Linked DNA regions of Mus musculus: region 1 is linked to region 2. A link is a contact called in public promoter capture Hi-C data. All regions are on one chromosome and are shown on one strand. Each heading gives the region's core, a stretch centred on a gene start, on an enhancer-like site or on the middle of the called end of the contact. The rest is flanking DNA. Distances are from core to core; before and after follow the strand shown. Region 1 holds the start of Pkhd1l1 (polycystic kidney and hepatic disease 1-like 1). Region 2 holds the start of 2310069G16Rik (RIKEN cDNA 2310069G16 gene).

The links. Promoter capture Hi-C pulls out the DNA fragments that hold promoters and counts their contacts.
Region 1: a contact with region 2 is called in a promoter capture Hi-C map of the HPC-7 cell line. The contact joins the promoter of Pkhd1l1 here to the promoter of 2310069G16Rik in region 2. A contact is called at or near these places in 22 of 39 promoter capture datasets (the 3T3-L1 cell line, 3T3-L1-derived adipocytes, the C10 cell line and 14 more) and 2 of 9 other capture datasets (adipose tissue and pancreatic islet).

The regions. Positions count from the first base shown.
Region 1 is chr15:44,455,921-44,462,135 of GRCm38.p6, forward strand. Pkhd1l1 (polycystic kidney and hepatic disease 1-like 1) reads left to right here and starts at 1,533. Exons shown (of 78, transcript NM_138674.3): 1 at 1,533-1,705; 2 at 3,473-3,562. The coding sequence starts at 1,633.
Region 2 is chr15:44,784,517-44,790,409 of GRCm38.p6, forward strand. 2310069G16Rik (RIKEN cDNA 2310069G16 gene) reads left to right here and starts at 3,247. Exons shown (of 3, transcript NR_040309.1): 1 at 3,247-3,374; 2 at 3,969-4,107. It also overlaps a transcript of Sybu not described here.

The DNA of each region.
Region 1 (6,215 bases), core at 283-2,782, 330 kb before region 2:
ATAGTTTTACAAAAAGATAAAGGTCTAACTGGGTTTGCTGGCATAGGCTGAGATAGGAGGACCTACAGTTTGAGGCTAGCCTGGGCTGTCTAGTAAGACACCCAATCTCAAACACATATACATTATATGCATTCTCTCTCTCTGTCACACACACACACACATACACACACACACACACACACACACACACACACACACATACACATGTGTGTGTGTATTCACACACATTGTTCTTATTATTTACATAATGAACACTGTGTTTATTTCTAGGAAAAGTGGGCAAGAGGAGAGGAGGCTCGTTGGAATGAGGTAATGAGGTAAAAGGGATGTTGGTGAAATGATAACGGCAAGAGTTGCCGAGAGTGCACAAGAGGAGGATGGCATGTCATGGAAGAAAAGTATTTCTTCCTACAAGAGAGAAAGGTGAAAGGATGAACAAAGAATTCTAAATGTTCTGGGAAAATTTTTAAAATTACAGAAAAATGAAAAGCATATGGGTATATGGATGCATGCATTCTGAAATTATTTAAAATTCTAGGTTTTATTTAATGATCTTTCACATTTGATTTCACACCTTTTCTTTGGTCAAACATGTGAGGTTAATTGTTAATCATGACGGTGGGGCCCTAAATGCTTCAGCCTGCATGAGCATCCCCGCTTCCCACAAGCCCCCGAAGGACACCTAGCTAAACACTTCCACCCTGATGTTAGTACTTGATTGTTATTCAGCTCTCCTATGCATCCTGTAAGAACAAAGTACCTTGACAATTAGGGTGTGTGGAGTAGAAGGAGGAGGGGGACAGTCAAAGACTAAGGAATCACCTTGGGGAACATTCAGTAGGCATGAGAACCTCACAGTCCACAATTGGGAACCGCTGTTTCTCATTCTTCTGCTACCTGGCACCCTTATGGACACCATGACCGTACCCTGTTCCCCCAGCAAGCTCTCTCCAGAGATGTACCACCTAAGGCTCTGACAAGAGTAAGAATACTAGCTTCAGACACACTGCTAAGCTCTCACTCCCTGAATGTCACTGTGCTTCAGTCTACTGGGACAGCTGGACTAGTGCTAGCAAGGAAAGCATCAGTGGCTGTCATTTATGTCTGCTTTGCCACGGACATGGTGTTTGGGAAACTTCCAGCTATCAGATAAAGTTTTATTTTTATCTTTGTCAACTGAAGGGATAGAACGATCCTGTGTGAAGGAAAGTGAATGGGGTTCATGTATTAGGTGGTCTTATAATTAATCTAAGGCAATTAATGAGAACGGTAGACCGGCAAATAAAAATATATAGTTCTAGAATTTAAAAGAAGGAAAATAAAGGTGGGAGATCTCTCTCTCTCTCTCTCTCTCTCTCTCTCTCTCTCTCTCTCTCTCTCTCTCTCTGTGTGTGTGTGTGTGTGTGTGTGTGTGTGTGTGTGTGTGTGTGTGTGTGGTGTATGTCTGTATCTGTGAAATCCCAGACACACCGCGGACGAGCTGGGGGCGGGGCAGGTCTCTGGCAGCCAGGTTCGCCCTGGCTTCTGGGGTGAGTCCCCACGCTGGAGCAGCTCCCAGAGCCAAGCAAGCTTCAGCTCGGGCGACTTCTGCAATCAAGCGGCTGCTGCAGACTCCGCAGCACCAGCTCTGCGATGGGACACCTGTGGCTCTCAGGGACCTGGTTTCTCTTTGGGCTGCTTTGGTGTGCAGCAGATTCCCACAAAGGTAACGCAGTGGGGGAAGGTCGGGAGCCAATCCTGAGACCCTGCTCTACTGGTCACAGGGAGGGGAGACCACCTGCCATCTGCCCTGGGCAGACGCCCTTCTGGGAACCTAGGGTCCTGGAAGGTCGGCAACAGCCTTCTGACTCATACAGAGACAGTACCGAGAAAGTCTGAAACAGAGGTTGGAACCCAGAGAAAGACACCAGTACAAGTAGGGCTAGCTCGAGAAACCTCCCTCATAATTGTTGATCAATGCTGGGGTTGAACTGAGGAAGTTTCTCACCCCCCTCCAGAGCGGCATAATTTTACCACCTGAACACCCCCCCTACCCCCCACCCCCACCCCGTTCTTCTTGCTCTCCTTGTGTCTCTTTCTCAGCAGAAGGGAAAGCTCTTCCCAGGAGGTCAGGTTGTGTTGTGGCGGGTGTCTGTCACTTCCAGGGTAAGCTGCCCAGTGTCTTCAAAGCAAACCCCAGGAGAGGGCTGGGGAGAACGTGATAAGAAATTGGAGTTGTGTGCTGAGATAAGGAGAGGATGAACTTGAGATAGGAGAGGCTGCAATGTCTGGAGATGGGATCCAGCTCCCTGCAGATAGATCCTCTCTTGGCTCTCGGGGGCAGGGACTGCAAGTAGGCACATACTGCAACACACTGTAAACTCAAGATCAATGCTAACCTGAAGCTCGCAGGCGTTGGGTCCGGGCGCGGAAGCCTCCGTTCTGCTGAGGAGCTGTGGCTGCCACAGACCATGCTACACGTTTTCAGACAGCAATGAACTACCCAGTCAGAAGTTCCTTCACCTTTTCTCAGAGATCCGTTTCAAACAATAATCTTTGGGGCTGTTCTTTGTGCCTTAATGTTTTGTACTTACTCTAATAAATTGTTTTTGCGTCTATTACAATTGCCTCTATACACTCTAGGCAGAAAATAAAACACCTCTAGCCACTGTGCATCGTATTTCCTAGCCATGTTCAAGAATTATGTACAATTCTCCAAAGAAGCTGCTGGCTTTGCCTCGCTGGTCTAGTAACTTCTATTAGAGCCTCCCTTCTATTTCTGAATGGTAGACCAAGGCTAACTCATCCATATTTGCCCTTCAAGATGCAGTGGAGGAATTCCATTCTAGAAACCAGAGTGGTCCCAGAAATATGAGGGAAGTGTTTCTTTACAGGCCACCCAAGACCCTGTGCTCTTTCTGCCATTTTGGACTAAGTTAGTCTTTAGGGAGGGTAGTACAAATGTAACCGTTCTCTGTCTGCAGGAAGCTAACCCAGTTTAAAGAGTGGCTAAGTGGTCCTTTCACTATTCACTCTGCATCGTTAGGATACTGGAAAGCTGTCAGGAACTATGGACCACTCCTAAAGGGGTTAGGAAGAGCTTTCTGCTTATAATACAGTATTTGTCTTTGTATCTCCTAGCACTGCACTTACATGCTAGTGCTAAATACTAATCTCCATGCAGGTATTGCCAGTGCTGTGTAAGCTGCTGGTACAGTTATGGATCTGTAGCTAGAGGAGCAGGACAGAAAGCTAAGGGTTTACTGGTGTGCTATAATATGGTAGATACGAGTGGTGAAGACCATTTTGTGATCCTTATTCTTTGTAAATCCCAGAAAGTTCTTCACACAAAGCTAGTGAGTGTTGGTTAAGTACTTAATTCCCCGTTTGGGCATTAGTCAGGGTTCATTCGCATCTTACAACTTGAATGGGAAATGTGATGCTTGGAATGAAGATCTTGATTATATCACTGTCATCCTTATGTGTTTTTCAGGTAGCTCTGAGACAATTCCCAAAGTGACAGAAGTTATACCTAAATATGGCAGCATAAACGGAGCAACAAGACTGACCATCAAGGGAGAAGGTGTGCCTGCCCTGTGTGTGTCCACGTGCAAGCACCAAGAATGAAACGTTTCCTCTTTTAATTTTGTGGTACCGGGTTCCACATTATCGTTCCACATAGCTTAGGGCTTCACACATGCTGGGTGGGCACTCTTCTCCTCTTGGAGTTTTATGGTTAACATAACCGCCCACACAAAACACATATCACTGGAATAGTCTTTGCACTTGGCCAGAGTGGCTGAATTCTTCCTTCTTGATAGTAATTAATATTTATTTATTTTAATTAAATTGACTTAATAAATTTAATTAAGATTAATTAAGATTAATTAAAAACAAAAGCCAAACAACCCCATATCCATATCAACTTGATCATTGAGCTCTAATTATAATGGCTCATTTGATACTGAGAGATCTGGATTTAGTGGCTAAAGTAAAGAGAAAGGCATTTCTTTAACCCAACTCTTCAGTTCTTTCCCTTATTCCACACTGGCCTGGTGGTTTTACTCATTGGGTTTGTAGTTTAAATGCAACATGCCAGGGGTTGGAGAGGCCGGATGTTAATAGAGAAACAGATGTTAATGAAAGATGTAAGATAACAGAAAGCAAAATTCTGGCTCCCTCCTGCTGCCGTGTAAGTGCTATCACATGCTGTATCAAGACATGAGTTATGAATGACGCTTCCTCCTCCTGGTGTTGGAATGAAAGTATAGAAGGTAGATAGACTTAAAGTGCACCCCCTTCCAGGAGGAGCTAAATGCAGAGTGCTTTCAGCCACGAGGCTTTTGTAATACAAATGGTAACAGCACTCAGACACTAAGAATTTTTGAAGAACATGAAAAAAAAAACACATTTTTTTTCTTTTAAAAAGGAACATTAACAAAAACTATTTGGTCTTTAAAATAAGCCTTTGGATGTTGGCATAGGGAAACAGTTCTTCTGTCATATATATTAAAATGTATTTGATTACTTGTAACATTTCTATAAAATTCAATACCTCCATGACATGCTTAAAACAGAACAATCTGTTTCTACGTGGTAAGCAACACACATAGTGCCCTTTTTTGTGTGTAGTTAGGAGTGGGAAATTAAGGGTTTGTTAAAATGTTTGAGACATCTTAATCTTACCTATATTGTAAAATGCCAGTAAGATGACATATTTGGAAGCTATGAGGTTTTTATCAGAAACTTAAATGCCAGAAGAGGAAAGCTCAAGTTAAAACAAACAAACAAACAAACAAACAAACAAACAAAGCAATTAAGGCACCCAAACATCTCCTGCTGCCTTCACATGTGGACTTCTGGCACAGGAACCACGACCACAGTCTAGCCACACAGAACCAGACATGGCTGCTTAGGGGTTTCCAGCGGAAACCATTTCTAAGCTGTAATCTTTGCCCTTTTGTGACCTTGAGGCAAGTGGGCTCAGACTTCTCTGTGATGGAAGTGTTAAGGTAAATTCTACCTTTGCCTTCTGATTCCTACTTTCTGATTACTTTTGCCAGAGTGTATAGATGAGTTAGATTCCATGTGTATTGGAGACATCTGAACCCACACCTTTATGTCTTTCCCTTTCTGCTTTAATCACACTCTGTAGCCTACTCATACTGTGTTGGTGTGTGTCTTTCTTTTCAAGCTGAGAATAGATGCTGTTTTTACTATTTTATAAAAGCAGTATTTAGCATGGTGGATGTTAGGAACTGGCAGCAGGTAGAAGGGTGGGTATTGGGTTTGTTGACCAAAGCTTTAGTTATGAGACATGAGTATGATCGAGAGCATGCCCTAGTATCTTGTACGTGTCTTACTGGTGACGACTTGACTTGCATACTAAAATTGTGCTAAGGGAAAAGATTTCATGTGAAGTGTTATTATTACAATTTTTATAAAAATGAGTGAAGAATCTAGGAAGAAACACTTGGAGATGATGAATATGCTTATGGAAGTGATGATTAAATTGGATATAGTACATTAAGGATGTATAGCGTTTTGTAGGTTAATCATACTTCAGTACTATAGTTTTAAACAAAAAAGTACATTTAATATAGGGTTTTGTGTATCTGTGATGTGTATGGCAGTACGAAGCAATGATAATGAACCTGCACACCAAAACTCGTGAATTAATATTTTATTTTATAAAACTTATTATGCAAAAGCAAGATATTTGAGAAAGTATTAATTCAGAAGTTGAATTCTCTGTGATTCCACCCACAAGAAAATTGATTACTGACCCTTCACAGCATCTAAATGACTCTTGTCTATCAAAAGGCAAAGAATTTTTTATGGATTATTTTGTTTAAAAAGCTGTGCTTAGGGTTGGAGGTTTATGTAGCTCAGTGGTGGTTTGCTTGAGCAGCATACTTGAGATCCTGGGCTCTACCCCAAGCACTGAAGGGAAAAATAAATGAAAGAAAAGACAACTGGGTTGTTTTTGATGGGGCATAGATATATGCTATAACAATTATGGTGTCAAGCCAATGTCGTCTAAACAATGACATATCTGCCCTTCTATGGTGACTGAGTTGATAACAGGGATGGTCATTTGGGTAGTCTTGGTGTATCCACAACTGCATTGATTTTGTTGCTTTCAAGTTATATTTTATACTATTTGATTCTCTTCGAAGGTTAGTTATCGTGTCTCAGTTTTAAAAAGAGAGGAGGCTTTGGTTAACTTTTCTCTT
Region 2 (5,893 bases), core at 1,997-4,496:
TAGTGTATCTAACTAATATTAAATAAATACAGTAGCTTATATTCAGCAATCATGGAAAATTTAAAGGACACCAATAAAACTGACATTCTCAGAGTCCTGTCTTCAGTATGCAGAAAGCCTGTAATGGAGGCTTGTCTAGAATTGTTAGGAACTTAGTCTATAGGATTGCGTTAAAATTACGTTAGTATACTCTGGGGCCTCTTCCGTTGGTTGTCAACCTTCAAAGTAGAGCTTCCTTAAAAGGGTAGATATTAAAATTCAACTTTGATTTATATTCCTGATTTTTTGTAAAGAGGGAAGCATTTACAAGCATGATTTCTTTCTATAGAAAATTTGCCCCCTCCCATCAATTCTGCAAGGAGGTGGCTGTGCATTCAGAAAATACTCTGTTAAGATAAAAGGAAAATTATAGACTTGTAGAGAGAATACTTTGTTTCTGTTTGGATGCCTCACCTGCCAATAAAAACAAACAAACAAACAAACAAAAAACCTATAGCTTATAGGAAAGGGAAGAATAAAAGGTGGAACATCCGGGAGGCAGAAAGAATTCTGTGATAGAGTCAGGCTCAGGAGATTTGCCCAGCGAAGATGTGGTAAGACAAAACTGTGGTACCTGAGCATAGGTAACCAGTCTTGTGGCAGAATGTAGATTAAAATAAATGAGTTCTATTAAATTATCATCTAGAGAGAAGAGCCTATCCATATGGGCAAGGTATTTGTTAATATTCTTTCAGTCTGAGCCGTATTTCTGGGAGCCTGGGGCTGGGAGGATGAAAGAACAAACTTCTACATAGACTCAGTACCTTAGTATTTTCAATCAGAAAAATATGCTAGGAAAGAAAAACTTCCAGACTGCTAACTTAACACAGGAAGCATTTCTGAGGTTATTTGCTCCCCATTCCCCCAAGGTTAAGGAAAAATACCCCAAACCACTAAGTAAATTGCTAAGATACTGTTGAATTACTCTATGCTGGTATCCTGCATGAGTATTAATACCTAAGAATGTATATTCTATAATACAACAGCTTACATACAAAAGTTAGTCTTTTAAAACACCAGTAAAGAAGTATGCAAATATTAGTTTATAGAACAAATATTTTAAGTATGTAGTAAACGCCTTATAACACACACATATGTATATAAAATGTTTTGTGGATGCTTGGATTTATAAAAAAATAGATAATATTTGGAATTTGGTGTACTTGTAAAATGACTTTAAAGAAACACTTTTATTGTGAAATAATTATAATTTCATAGGAAGTAGAAAAGGAAGAGAGAGATCCCATGTACCCTTCATCCAGTTTTTGTTTTTGTTTTTGTTTTGCCAGCAACTATATTTTATAGAGCTATAGCACAACACCATCAGGAAATTGACATTGTGCTATATGTCTAGAGATCTGACATTTTGTCGTTTTGTTTGTGAAACCATCACAATCAAGATGCACAAGCACGCCATCATCTCGGAGTTTACCTTCACACCTTACCACGTTTCTCTAACATTGTGGCTAAGCTCAGCAAATCACTTCTACTTTGTAAATCACTAACTTATACAAATATACAGAAACTTCCATGTCTGGATTTTAGAGTATGCTGGTTTCAAATTTGCCACGGGCTAATTATTCACACCCCTGTTGACTTTTTTGGCCAGTCTCAGTTGCTCATCTATAAAATGAAAGTCTGGAGATTGTGATATGTATCTGTGGGTAAAGTTGCTTGCCTCCAAATTCACTAACCAGAGCTTCACCCCCAAACCCGAGGTAGTAGGAGAGGATCAACTTCTAAAAGTTGTCTTAGGAACTCTACACAGGCTCCAGGAGACAAATGGACTCAAGGACATATGCATGTGCACACAATAAATAAATAAACAAATGAACAAACAAACAAATAAATAAAATGAAATTGAAATCCAATAGTTTTCAGAGTGGCACACTTAATATATCTGGTTGTTTAGTTTTATTAAGATATTGCCTTAAGGATTGTAACTATAAAGCCCACATTAAATTAATGAAATATAACTTAAAATAGATTGAACAGTGTGCTTTGCATGGATTTTCATTTAAACAGTGCAACTGAAATATGCTGCTTTCAAAGTAACAAATGTACTATTCCCTCAATGCTACATGGAGAAATTTTGGCACAGAAGGCCTGCTTGGTTTCTTTTGCTCCAAGGGTTTCCTTTGGGGATAGAAAAGACACCATCTCCCAGATGCACCTCATGAAACACCGAGCTGGCATTGCTACAGCAGAGACTAAAATGCAGATTCTGAACTGCGATGGGTTCAAGTTTGGCTCTTTTCTAGAAAAAGACATTCAGGAGTTGAATTGCCATGCTCTGTGATCATGAAGCAAGACACCTAGAAAGGACCCTGAGAATCAGCAGTAAAGTCTCTCACTTGGTTCCACTGCACTGGAGAAGATAAAAACACCAGGAAAAAAAAAAGTGTTCCCCCAAGTGCCTTCTTCATTTGAAGGCGTAGGTGTCTCCCCTCACACCAATTTAAGTTTCCATATTCCTTCGTTTGGTTGGTTCTACAGCTCACTCCCTAGAGTAAGCTGTTAACACCACCCATTATGAGATGTTCAACCTCTTCAATAACATAGCAATGAAATCCAGATTAATCTTTTCACCTCGGATAATCTTTATGAAAAATCGCCTAGGAAACACAAACATGAAGACTGCAGACTTGAGAACCATCTATCCCCCAGAGGCCTTTTGGAGACATCTTCGCTTTCTAAAGGCGTCATTTCCAAGCCTGGCTTCTGAGCAACACTAAGCAAGGGACATGCAACACTGATTGCCAACATGCTGGTCTAGCCAACCTGATTGTTGCAGATTCCAATTATATCCTTTCAATAACCAATCAGACAGGGACACTTTCGCCTTGGTGTCCCTCTGTGAAGAGCACCTCTGTGCCCAATTTCCCATGAGCTCCTTGAGTTTGTCCAGAGCCCCCTGGGTGCCTTCTTCAATGGAAGGGGAAGTTCTGGAGTCAGCAGTCCACTCTGACTTCACTGAACCCAAGGCATTGGTTGCGGTGCCCGCAAACATTGACACCAAAGCGTGCATCTTACCGTTTCCTTTGCAGACCGTGTCCATTGCGCTGTCCAGACAGTGTCCCCAAATGCCCTAGAGGCTTGTGCTGGACTGGGCCGCCGGCCGGCGACACAGCGCGTGGCAAGCGGTTTGCGCTGGGGCTGGAGGAACCAGCCCCGGCCCGCTCCGCCCGCGCCGCCAGCCCGGTTAGCACACGTGGTGCGGCAGCTGCCAGCGCGCTCCGGTCCCCTCGGCCTCTTGACTTCTGGAGCCAGCACGGCGGCACCTGGGGCTTCGGAACACGTGGGGACAGTCGCCGGAGGCCGGAGACTCTGTACGGGTAGGTGGGGGCGCATAGACGCTAGCGACCAGAGGACCGATTACCCCTAGGGTTCCTGCTCTGGGGCTCACAAACCCAAGGTCAGGCCGCTGTCACCAGGGCCTGTGTGGCTCACAAGCTCCGGCTTCAGATTCAGCTCCCGGCAGGGTGTCGCACTGCAGTGCCTCCGTTTCCCGCCAGTTGGGGGAGCCCCATCTAGGGCGGGAGATGGGTTGTCTGTATTGCAGGGCTACTCGGAAGCCCTGGGGGCGGCTGTGGGCCTGAGGCAGGAGTATTCTGATCTCTGAGCAGGAGATCTAAAAGCCAGGAAACCGTAGCACGAACCTAAGGGGGCCTTTGAAACATCTTGCCTTTGGAAAAATTCCGTCATCAAAGGCTGCTTGGGTTCACAAAAGGAGACAACATTCCCAACTAGGGAAAAGCATTTATGCATCTGTAAGCCCTTTTTCCAAGTTCACCAATTACCTTTCCCCCGTCCTCCAAACAAGGTACTATCTAACTGTTCTGATTTCTGATCTGGAGACATACATGGCCATTTACTTTCTAGCTATTAGAAGATAATAGGATTGATAACAATAACAATTTCTTGAACAGCTTGTGAAATGGAGAGAGTATTTGTGCTGATTTTAGAAGAAGCTGAAAAGCCTCAGGAGGCTGGAGAGAAATCGTGTTTTAATTTGATAGCACAACTACAAAACTAAGCATCAACTTCTCTACCTGCTCTTCTGGAAAGGTAAGATTCTGAAGAAACCAGTAGAAGGATGTTTGCTTTCATCAAAAATGCAGTTCCAGGTAGTCCATCAGAAAGTCCAAGTCCTCTAGAACTATTCAGAATGAGTGTGATTGCTCCTCCTCCCATAAGCTAAGGGGTGCAAGGGCATAGTTGGCTAAACACTTGCAAGTGAATTTCTTTCTGATTTTACATGTACTCTGTATTTGTGTCCCTGAAGGACATATTCTGCAAGAAAGGCTGCTCTTTTTCTATCTCATCTCCCCAACTCTCTGGATAACACCGTTTTCCCTATTGTTTTGCTCACAGATAGTTTTAAGTAACCCCCTCCCACTTCCTTGCCCTGTCCTGCCTCCATCTCTCTTTCCCTTTACATCTTGACATTAATAGATGCACTTTGCCACTCCCCCACCCCTGTCCAGGTACCGACCTTTGAATTTAACCTTCAAATTTTAATAGATAGGTGCAAATTCCCAGTGTGGCTTTTGGTTAAAATTGCTGGTTTTCCTGTATATTCTTCATTAGCTTGGTTTAGGTTCTCTTTGTACTGTGCCCTTGGGATTTGGTTTCCTCTTTCTACATCCCAGGCTTCCAGAGTGTCTGTGTTAGATATTGTGTCCCTTGAACTACATGTGAGTCCTTCAAAGATCACTGTGGAGCTAGAAGAAAAGTACAATAGAAATTCAGATGATTAGTTTCAAATGAACCAGTTTGTCCCTTACAACATAGATTCTACCTGTTTGGAAGGAAACATCACTATATTCTTATATAGAAGACTGAAACAGGTACACTGGGCATTAAAAACACTGAGTGTGGTACATTGGGTGTAAGAGTTTGAATGCAAGTGGCAGGGGCAAGGAGTGGGAAGGTGTGCATGTGCTCACGAGTAGCTCCAGACCAGACCATCAAGATTAAATATGGAAGGATGAGAAGGGAAATTGTGGACAGAATGCTTTTCAGCAGAGTGGGCACTGGACTGATCACACTGTAGAACCAGGATGGATTGCTTCCCAACAGGAGTTTCGTTTATCATTCCTTGGCAGCATAGTGCATAGTTATTTTTTTTCTTTCCATTTTTTATTAGGTATTTAGCTCATTTACATTTCCAATGCTATACCAAAAGTCCCCCATACCCACCCACCCCCACTCCCCTACCCGCCCACTCCCCCTTTTTGGCCCTGGCGTTCCCCTGTTCTGGGGCATATAAAGTTTGTGTGTCCAATGGGCCTCTCTTTCTAGTGATGGCCGACTAGGCCATCTTTTGATACATATGTAGCTAAAGACAAGAGCTCCCGGGTACTGGTTAGTTCATAATGTTGATCCACCTATAGGGTTGCAGATCCCTTTAGCTTCTTGGGTACTTTCTCTAGCTCCTCCATTGGGAGCCCTGTGATCCATCCATTAGCTGACTGTGGGCATCCACTTCTGTGTTTGCTAGGCCCTGGCCTAGTCTCACAAGAGACAGCTACATCTGGGTCCTTTCGATAAGATCTTGCTAGTGTATGCAATGGTGTCAGCGTTTGGATGCTGATTACGGGGTGGATCCCTGGATAAGGCAGTCTCTACATGGTCCATCCTTTCGTCTCAGCTCCAAACTTTGTCTCTGTAACTCCTTCCAAGGGTGTTTTGTTCCCACTTCTAAGGAGGGGCATAGTGTCCACACTTCAGTCTCCATTTTTCTTGAGTTTCATGTGTTTAGGAAATTGTATCTTATATCTTGGGTATCCTAGGTTTTGGGCTAATATCCACTTATCAGTGAGTACATATTGTGTGAGTTCCTTTGTGAATG